Linked DNA regions of Mus musculus: region 2 is linked to region 1. The links are chromatin contacts, called in public Hi-C maps. All regions are on one chromosome and are shown on one strand. The core of a region is the stretch at or near the end of the contact, and the rest is flanking DNA. Distances in the headings are between cores, read along the strand shown.

Evidence for each region. A called contact is a pair of places that touch in the nucleus more often than the background predicts.
Region 2: a contact with region 1 is called in a Hi-C map of bone marrow-derived macrophages, with 26 read pairs. A contact is called at or near these places in 3 of 484 Hi-C or Micro-C datasets (the 3T3-L1 cell line, bone marrow-derived macrophages and ventricular fibroblasts), 14 of 130 datasets of targeted methods (bone marrow-derived macrophages, embryonic basal ganglia, embryonic fibroblasts and 9 more) and 4 of 9 other capture datasets (adipose tissue, embryonic stem cells, liver and 1 more).

The regions. Positions count from the first base shown.
Region 1 is chr15:59,034,848-59,040,629 of GRCm38.p6, reverse strand. The region is part of intron 3 of Mtss1 (MTSS I-BAR domain containing 1); the gene reads left to right. Among named protein-coding and RNA genes, the nearest start is that of Gm41330, 43 kb to the right of the region's middle.
Region 2 is chr15:59,288,513-59,293,513 of GRCm38.p6, reverse strand. It overlaps Gm36617 (a long non-coding RNA gene), which reads right to left. Exons shown (of 4, transcript XR_875370.3): 4 at 1,563-1,933. Among named protein-coding and RNA genes, the nearest start is that of Sqle, 24 kb to the left of the region's middle.

The DNA of each region.
Region 1 (5,782 bases), core at 2,545-5,044:
TCATTTGGATGATACGGTGTAAACCCAAGTGCAACACTTGTTCCTTGTCCTGGAACTGGAGGGAGTGATGGGCTGTGTAAACATAACCCTTGACCTCCCAGGGACGGTGGCTCTCCTGGACTCTGGATCCAGGTGGGTTTATGGAGTTTGGGGGCGGGGGCGGTCCTGTGTGGAAGATGACAGTGGCCCAGGTGCCTTTGCCCTTCTGCTGACTTCTGGCAGTGACTGAAGAAGACTGAGTTTCATCCTAGTTTAGGTAGAAGCCTATTGCTCGGGCATCCTTTTGGCCTTTCCAAATGAGTTTGTATAAAGCAGAAATCAGGGAGTGGATATCTTCTAGAAACAGGTGCCTGGGGCCTTTGCCATCACAGATGGTAAGAGTCTGGCCAGCCTCGGCTTTGAGCCTTTACCACAGGTCTTGAACTTGGACGATTCTTACCCAGCTCAGGTGGTAGGTAGGACCTAATCTGTAGATGAGGAAACTGGCTGGGTGGTGTTCAAAACAGCATGGCCACGCAGTTGTGTAGCTGCACAGTTTGGAGGGTTTGCGTCCCTGGGGTATTTTGGCCCTCTGTTCTTTCCACCCTTGGGATCAGTCATACAGAACCATTTGATTAGACTTTAGATCTGGGGTTCTTGACTTCAAGGCTGGTGACTTCAGGCGAGCTCATTCTTTGTGATGAGCTAGCCTGTGCCTTATTTTGCCTTCAGGTTGATAAGTAAGAAAAGGCCTCTAACCAGTGCTAGGTGTCTCTTGAGTGAACAACACCCCTAGCTGAAAAACGCTAAACTGGACTTAAAAAAAAAAGAATTATTTATTTTATGTATATGAGTACACTGTAGCTGTCTTCAGACACAGCAGAAGAGGACATCAGATCCCATTATAGATCGTTGTGAACCACCATGTGGTTGCTGGGAATTGAACTTAGGACTTCTGGAAGAACAGTCAATGCTCTTAACCACTGAGCCATCTCTCCAGCCCCTAAACTGATTCTTTTCAGTGTTATTATTAGGCACTTTAATGGAAGAAAGGCTATGACTTTTTCAAAGCAGTTGCAGACTGGTTTGATCATTGTGCTAGACTTAGTTTTTTTTTTTTTTTTTTTTTGGTTTTATTTTTCACATTTTATTCATTTGATTATTTTTTCGGGGGGGGGGGCGGGGAGCATGCCACAGCATGCATGTTTAGGGTGCATGTTTAGGTAAGAGGGCAAATTAAGGGAGTCACTTCTCTCCTTCTATCAAGTGGGTCCTGGGGATAGAACTCGGATTGTCAGGCTTGGTGGGAGGTGTCTTCACCTGCTGAGCAGCCTTGCTGGCTCTTCAAGCAGGGTTTTCAGTTGTGCATAGCTAAGTTATGATTTTAGAAATTTGACAAGCTAGGCCATATTGCACCCAAGAAGCCACTAGAGTCAAAATTCCACATCACACTAATAACAACCACTTGCTCTAACACGCAAAGCATTGAATGACGTGACAGTGGTGTCAGAGGATGAAGAATGCAGGGTGGCTTAAATGAAAGTGACCCCCGTGACTCATGTGTTTGAATACTTGGTCCCCTGTTGGTGGAACTGTTTGGGAAGGATTGGGAGCCTTGTTGGAGAAGTTGTGTCACTCTGGGGGAGGGCTTTGAGATTTCAAAAGACTCAAGCCATTCCTAGTGCCTTCTCTCTGCCTCATGACTGTGGATCAAGATGTGAGCTCTCAGCTGCTGGTGACACCACACCTCTGTTCTGTTGTCATGGACCCTTTGAACTGCAAGTTTAATTAAAATGTTTCCTTTTATAAGTTGCCTTGGTCACAGTGTTTCCGCAGAGCAATAGAAACATAAACTAAGACAGAATGCTTGGCCACTGAGGCCATGGAGCTGTCTTCCTGACATAGCCTGGTTGGCGACTGCTCCCGGCCTCTCCTCCTTCCTCACTAGGTGGCCATGGGTGTGAGTCCATTCTGACACACCTAAGTTTTGTTGTTCATGAGATGACGGTGGGTTGGCCATGCCTGCCTGTCAAGGTGACCATGGAACCAAGGTCTCGAATGTGAAAGAGTTTCATAACTGGTCAAGCTTGAACTGCTCTGACTATAGAGATTGGTGTCCCCTTGGCTTCTCTCTCTTTTTTTTTTAATCCCATTCTGCCCTGCCTGCCCTGGCTCTTCTCCAGCTTCTGTGTGCACGGCAGGTCCTGTTTATGTCTCCCAGCCCCTGACTGACTTGGACACTTGTGAATTCCCCCTCGATTCTGTGGGCTAAATTGCTGTTATGTTTATGATCTTTACAGTTTGTAATATACAGCTTATAGTTATCATAAATAAATATTTACATATTTTAAGTGGGATAACTATCTAGTTAATGGTATTCGTGGTCAGATCCAGGTCCTGCACGGTGATGTGAGTGGATCTGGACGTTGTGTTTGTCTCCCTCAAGTACGGTTGTTCTGGTCTCCGTCAGCACATGCCTCAGCTCCCTCCAGACTTTCCACCCTCAGACTCCTCTCTGGGTTCTCATTTGATGCTCCTTTCTCTGTGGGACCTTTCCCCCTCAAGAGTCTAGCAGTCTCCTGCCAGCTCCACTGAAACCTAGGCTTTCCTGTCACATCGCTGGTCCTGATATGCTGGGTTCTGTCACTGGCCCTAGAGCCATTTCAAGGCAAGGACTTGCCCATTAAACAATAGCAACACAACCGTTTTCTTTCTTTTTAATGTAAGTGAATTAATATAATGTAAAATTCACCACTTTAAGGCAAACAGCTCAGTACTTACTCTGGTCTGGTTTCATTTCCTCCAACAAATCCGTGAACGCATGATGACGAAGGCTCTGGTAGCGGTAATGTTTACACAGCTTCATGCATGTGCTTCATGCCGCAGACTGGCACCCTTCAGGGTGTTAAGAGATCAGTTTTGGGACATGTATTTTGTTACATACAAAAGCTCAGACCGCGAGCAGGCATTTCTTTTTCCTGCCGTTTCCCTAACTTGGAGCCCAGTGTGTGCTTCAGACATCCATCATTTTGCCCCTGGTTCATAACCTAGTTGCTGAATAAAACTCGATTTCTGAATAAGCACACAGAGTACCAGGTTTCTCTATGGTATTTCCATCTGTCCTTTACGATGAGCAAATGAAGTGGGTTTTGCTTTTACATTTATTCTTGATGCCATTTGAAGACTGTGTGTACTGGGAGTATTAACCACTAGGGAAACTTCTTTCAAATATTTCAATAGAGTTTATTTGCGAGTCTTCTAATTTTATTTGCAAAGCTCCATAGGAATGACTCTGAAACCAAAAACTATTTTTTTTAAATTGTCATTATTTTATTCTTTGTACATGGATGCTTTGCCTGTACACGATCTATGTGTATGACTACTTCATAAGCCACCTTGTAGGTGCTGGGAATTGAACCTGGGTTCTCTGGAAGAATAGCCAGTGTCCAGAACTTTCAACTGCTGAGCCATCTCTTCAACCCCATGTATTTTGTTTTTTTAATTAAAACAGATCCCAGTTTTATCCCTGTAGATATTTTGCTTGCACATGTGTCACCTGGTGCCTGTAGGGGCCAGAAGAGACAGTCGGGTCCCCTGGAACTGGAGTTACAGATGGGAGCCACCTTGTGGGTAGTGGGAATCGAACCTGGGTCCTCTGGAAGAGCAGGCAGTGCTCTTAGCCACTTAGCCATCTCTCCAGCCTCTGGAATCTTGTTTGGTGGTTTATCTTCAGTTTCTTCAGCCACCCTGCTCCTGTCCAGCACACTTGGGCAAAAAGAGCCGAATGAATCTCTGAGGCTCTGGAGTGCCGGGCACACATAACCTGTCGAATGGTACTTTTTAGTTAATGTTTATTTCATGTGAAGACTGAAAGTCCAGCATTCTGTTTTTCCAGAAATTAACATTTCAAGCCCAGTTTCATTCTGGAAACATGACTGCTTTGTTCATCTATCTGATTTTTTTTTTTTTTGGGTCTCTTTTTGTCTCCCTCACAGCTGACAAGATGTTGTTCTTTTCCTCTGCTCTATAATTTATAAAATTGTATTGCAGTTGGCTTGAGGAGAATTGACTTAAGCATAGTTGAGCCTGTGAGTTTTCCTTCTGGCATGGACAAAAGCATCATTAATTATGAATATGAATTCCTTTTGGAAGTGACAAGATTGAACGTTTCCTCCTGCCAGCAGGCAGCTGTCTCATTCTGATGCTCAACACAGACGGGTTAGAGATGATTTCTCATGGCTGTGGCATCACATGCTAAAAAATATAAGATGCTAAAGAGAATGCAGATAGTTTATCATTGGCTTCTGTAAAGAAAAAAAAAGGTTTTGTGTTTTTCTTTTCTTTTTTTCTGTTTCCATTCACGGATGTGTTTGTGGTCTTCCACTTTGGGGCTGGCTGTAATCCAGAGTCTGGCTGTGTCTTACTATCTGTCTTACTGTGTCCATCTATCTATTCAGGTGGTCAAGATTCAAGAATCCCAAGGCCCTGGATCACCTTTTGGCTCTCCAGAAAACCTTGAGCGTCCACTTTGTTTGGTGAAGGGGTGGGAATAATGGTAGTCTCCGTTATGGACTGACATTCCCATGTGTGGTCACACGCAGTCTGCCGTTAACACCAGGAGCTGATGTACTGGGTGCAGGTTACAGAGGCTTGGAACTTTGACCCAGTATCTAGGCCGTGAGTGTGCCCACGGGGCTATCATCTGTCTGTCTGTAAGGTGGTTTCCTGTGTTTCGAATTCCCTGTTCTGTTCCCTGCAGCCTTTGTTGACAGAGAAGGCAACCCAGATATGGTGTATTGATGTTCTCACACTGGAAGGCCATGCTGTCCTATGTGTGTCCTCCCTGATGGTGACAGCTGGGGTTTGGCCAGCTACTGAGGGACCTGCATTGTTGTATTTCTTTCCAGGGTACCAGAAGCCAGCACTGTTGAGGATTCTCAGCAGAGTTTGGAACCCAAGGGCTCCTCTGTGTGTGTGTGTGTGTGTGTGTGTGTGTGTATTGTGTATATACATTTGCCTGTATAATTGTGATCATAAGATGAAGGTCCATCGTCTGGAGTTTTTCACTTACACCAGGTCACAAATCAGAGTTTTATCCTTTGTAGCGTTTTGTGGTTTTGGTTTCTGACTAAGAATGCTCGGTCTGTGTGTTGCGTGCTTCCAGCATGTATAATCCTTGAACGGGAGTTTAGCTTCACTCTTTGCCTTTTGTTGTCAAATTTATTTATTGAAAATTATTGTCAACTTTGAATTGTGGACTAGTTCCCTGTGAGTGGAGTGTGTTTGTGTTTAAGAAAGTTCTTCCTCTTCCTCCTCCTCCTCTCCTCATCTTTTCTCCTCTTCTCTCCTCTTCCTCATCTCTCTTCTTCCCCCCTCTTCCTCCTCCTCCTCTTCTTCTACTTCTTTTCAAGATAGAGTTTCTCATAGTAGCCCTGGCTGTCCTGGAAGGAACTCACTCTGTAGACCAGGCTGGCCTGAACTCACAGAGACCCACCTGCCTCTGCTTCCTGAGTGCTGGGATTAAAGGCGTGCACCACTACTGCTCAGTGAAACATTTCTTCTGACTTAAAAAGAAAAATGCCATAATGCTACACACTGGGCTCGAGTCACGTGGAAGTGATATGAATCGAGACAGTTGACACTATCCATTCGCTCCCTTAGAGAGCATTCAAAGCAACACCAGGGCTGCAGAAGCCATGCATCGGGAGAGGAAAGGGCCAGTGTCCCAGTAACAACACAAGTGGTCCCTGTTTACCCACCTCTCCAATTTGATTTCTTTAGGAATGTAGGGAGGGTACGATTT
Region 2 (5,001 bases), core at 599-3,098, 250 kb before region 1:
ATGGTGAAAGTCCCTGGGCAGAGCATATACAAACCATCACATTCCACTCCCTGGCTTGTTCAAACATGAGTCTTTGGGGCTCATACCTAAACATAGCATAATAAAAATACATTGATTCTAACTTACAAAGCCCCTATAGTCTATAGCAGTCTCAACTGTTAAAAGCCCAAAGTTCAAGGTCCTGTCTGAGATTCATCCAATCACTTAATCCCCAAAGCAAAAGATAGGAAACCAGCTGGGCAACTCCAAACTCTGCATCTCCACGTCTGATGTCAAAGCGGTCTTCAGATCTCCAACTCTTTTTTTCCATTTTTGTTGACTGCAACCAACTTCTTTCTCCCAGGCTGGTTCCACTCCGTTAGCAGCTTTCCTCAGCAGATAGCCCACGACTCTGGCATCTTCAATGTAACTTCAATGTTACAGCTTCTTGTTTCAGTGTTTGGGATCCACACATGATCTTCTGAGCTCCTCCAAAGGGCTTGCTTCACTTCTCCAGCTCTGCCCTCTGTAGCACTCTAAGCTCAGGTTGATCCACTCCACTACTGCTGCTGTTCTTAGTGATCATCCCATTATACTGGCATCTCCACTATGCTAGGGTCTTCTGCTGCAACTGGGCTTCACCAATAGCCTCTCATAGGCTTGCTTCATAATGCCAAACCTCAAATCCTTTGCATGACACCTTCAATCCTACACTGGGGCATCGAGCCTCCATACGACCAAGAGCCTCCTCTCCCATTGATGCCAGATAAGGCAGGTCTGCCATCCAAATATTCAGGAGGTAGAGGCAGGAGGATTATGAGTTTGAAGTCATCAAGGTCACCAAGATACTGTCTTAGAGAGGAAGAAAGGAAGAAAGAAAGAAAGAAAGAAAGAAAGAAAGAAAGAAAGAAAGAAAGAGGAAGGAAGGAAGGAAGGAAATATATATTGAGTCAGAGCTTTCTAAAGGGACTAAAGCACTACAAATAAAAAAATTGTTTTCTAGCATAGGAAAAATAGCCAGAGTATGAATAAGGTTAAAGAGCAAACCACTAGCTGGCTTAGAAACAAAACACAGACAAGGGGTTTAAACTAGTGTCTGGAATACAACTAGGAGAACAATTTAATAAAAAAGCACGAACAGAGAATTATTCTCTATTCTCTATTGTTCTGCAAATAATGCTGAAACTCTGGGACAATTTCTATCCTCAGATAAACAGAGATTTGAAAAGCACAACCACATGCAGTTTTGGCCAGACCTTGGGCGGGGCGGGGGGGGGGGGCCCACAGTGCGGGAAGGAACAAAACACATTTTCTTACCAAAATCCCAACTTTTTTCCCCCTTTGCTATAGCAATTCAGCTTCTACAGAAAACTCTTCAGACATTCATGTGAAAAAGTTCTGTCCCCAGGTGGAAAGTTCTTGAAACAAATCACTAAGTGGGCAAAGTGGACTATGGCAAATTTGATGTATTGCTAGTATTCTGTTATGGGAGAATTGAGACAGATTCCGAATCTATATTCCTTATTTGTTGCATGTGGAATAAATACCAGCATTTACATGTTGGGTATAAGATATGGCAGATATAGATGGTGGCAAGCCATGATCAGTATTTATTCCTTGCTCAAAACCACGTCAACAGTAGTTTCAATCAAAGGTCCCTGAGTTTTAGAGGACCTCACATGGCTACCCCATTTACTGGATCCGAGTATTCACATGACCAGTGAGATTTTCAGGATGATTTAACTGCTTGGCTGTGGGAAGTCCATGGAGCAGAGTCTAATCTTGAGCTTCTCTCCTGTTTGCTTGGAGAGCCGCTTTGCTTAGTGATCTTAGCTGCAAAGGATTCTACACTGTGTCAGCAGGTGGCTCCAGAGGCAGCTGTTTGTAAGATGGCAACAAAATGAAAGCAGTGTTGCAGAGCAAGCTGACTGCTTAATCTCATGGTCTACAAACACTAGAAAAAAACAAAAGCAATATTGTGTAAATGCTATGTAACTCAGACAAACCTGGAAGTAATAGAGGATTATGGCCACAGATACTCTCTAATGTGAGTCACATTATATAACTACAATTATGTAATTATGTGAAGTGTGTATTATATGTATTGGGAGAGAAAAAACGTGTGCAAGAATGAGAGGGGCGAAAGGAGAGAAGGAGGGAGGGAGGGGAGAGAGAGGTTTAGAGGGCAGAGGAGAAGGTTAAATTTTCTAATAAATTTATTAGTCTCAAATGTTCTCAACCTAGCACCCATCCACTACATGCCAATCTCCTGCCAGATGTCAAAAGACCAAGACTGGACAGTCCTGATGATGTGCAGGAAAATTCTAACTCTTGGTACCATACAGGTCTCTACACAAAGTCAGGTCTTTATACACAGACCTGGGAGAGGTGGGCACTGAGAGTGTCCTTTCCCCTTATAATCAACCACTCACAAAATTGACCTCACCTCCTAGGAGTCCATTTGCCTTGGTCAGCCCCAACCTCATGTCACACCCAGGTTAACCTCACTTCACACCCAGGTTATGGTGGAGGATGTGGGAGGAGCAAGACTATTTTTTCGGGATAGCATTTGAAACATAAATGAAGTAAATACCTAATAAAAAAATTGGAAAGAAAAAAAAATAAAGGCATGCACCACTAACCTGGCCCCCTCCTGTGGCGTTTTGTCACAGTAGCACTAGAAAACTAAGAAAGGAACAGAAATAGGAATACCCCTCAGAAGTGCAATATAGTTGCTTTTGCATGTTTCAGAAATGACCAGCACCAATGGTGCCTAGAGTCTGGCCAGGGTTCCTCACTGTGCAATCTGGACGAGTCTTAAGAAAAGGATACCCACCCTATTCCAACAGTCTTTATGAGACATAGTCCAGGCTTATCAACAGCAAGGCTCTGAGGCCCATTCAAGTTTCCATGTGTTTATAAAGTTCGCATTTGGCCTCACTTCACCTGAGATATACCATGCCTAACTTATCACAGAGAGGTGACCACAAAGGGACAGATTTGGGTGATATTTAGTTTCTGCTGTTCAAAAGTCAGATTTGGCTACAAGATACTAATGGCATCCTTGGAAAACATATTGCCTGAAGTCCTCCGGCATGTTGAGGGCTTGGAGCTCAGTCAAAGGGTTCTTCCTAGGGGAGATAGTGCAGGAAGTGGGTCTGGGGTGGACAAGGCTTTGGCTGAAGGTGAAGAACTTTACATTTTTAAACATAACTCTGAGAGGGAGGAACCGTTGGCTCCATTTTCCTTTCATTACTATCTTGCCTAAAAATTACACTCCAGCCACCTACTATCTGACATTGCATCTTAGATTAGTTGTGTGTGTGTGTCTGTCTGTCTGTCTGAGTACATGTGTGCTATGCATATGTGTGAGGATATACTTGCTGTGAATATGAACCTGTGTGAAGATCACAAGTCAGTATCTAGAGCCCAGCGTGTTTTCCTGGGTCACTCATTCTCTCTGTTGGATTGGCAAGATGAGCTGGCTGTTTGCCTCCAATCACTTTACTGGCTGGTCTTGTAATACCAACTTGACACAAGTTGGAATTATCACAGAGAAAGGAGCCTCCCTTGAGTGTGTGGGGCAATGGGCTATGCACAGACAGCTTGGTCTCCAGTCGAGTTGGGAGGTGGAACCCCGGTAGAACATGATGGATGGTAATTCCCACCTACATGGGACAGTAGGTGTTCCCTCATGTCTCCTGGACCCTGGCTCCTGTCAAAGTTACTGTCCCCACAGCCCCCACAGGAGAGGCTCATGGCTTTCAGTCATGTACACAACGTCCCAAGCTTCTGACCTTCAGTCTAGACTCCTCCCAGTTACCTAGCAACAGCAAGATAACAGCCCACTATAAGAGGGGCTATTTAGCCCCTCCTCACTCTCTTCCTCTCTCTTTTGTACTCTCTAGCCTTTCTTCTCTCTCTCTCCTTTTCCCCCTTCTCTCCTCTTGGCCATGGCCGGTCTCTCCCTCTTTCTACCTTCTCTCTTTCCCCCTGCCTTTCTACAATAAAGCTCTAAAACCATAGACTGTCTCTGCTCATCAAGGCCCGCTGTGCTTGGACGATGGGATAGGCTTTCTCCTAACGAGTCGTGCCTAATCTCCTGTCAGAAGGCCTTCCTGTGCTCCAGCCATGGACCAGACTAAGGACTCTAACCTGCGTGGAAACCTCTCTCCCTCTGCTCTCTTTCTGTATCCCCAGGACCCCTATTCTGTTCTTAGCTCCTCTGCCATATCCAGGATGGGATGCCAGAGACTGAGAACCTGGTACGGGGGCTGCCCCTTGTCCACCCCCTGCCATGTGGGGTCAGTGGCTTCACACAGTCAGATGCCCACCCAGGGCCAAGTGGAAAGCGTCCAGCAGTCCTCCCGTGTCTGCCTGTCCAGAACACAGGAACTCAGGCCGGACTCGGGCTCTCTCCCTTCCCCCCTTTCCCCTACACCCACAGCCCAGCACTTGAGGAAAGGCCTCTATGAGACCCAGCTGTAAGGCATTTTCTCAATTAGCGATCAAGGGTGGGAGGGCCCATTGTGGGTGGTGGCATCTCTGGGCTGGTAGTCTTGGTTCTATAAGAGCAGGCTGAGCAAGCCAGGGGAAACAAACCAGTAAGGAACATCCCTCCATGGCCTCTCCATCAGCTCCTGCTTGAGTTCCAGTCCTGACTTCCTTTGGTGATGAACAGCAATGTGGAAGTGTAAGCTGAATAAACCCTTTCCTCCCCAAGTGCTTCTTGGTCATGATGTTTTGTGCAGGAATACAAACCCTGACTAAGACACTCACCCGTGTCAGGGTCACAGGCCTAAAAACACAAGGCCATGCCCTGTTTTCCCACTGTCTCTATGGATCTGAACTCAGGCCTCATGATCGCATGGCCAGCACCTGACTCACTGACCCACCTCCCTAGCCCGTTGTTCCATTTTCCCTAGAATGTCAGCTCCATGAAGGAGTGTTCTGCCCCTCCTCACCTTTAGATGTGGAAGACTGAACTCAGAACATCACATATGCCAGGCAAGCACCCTATTC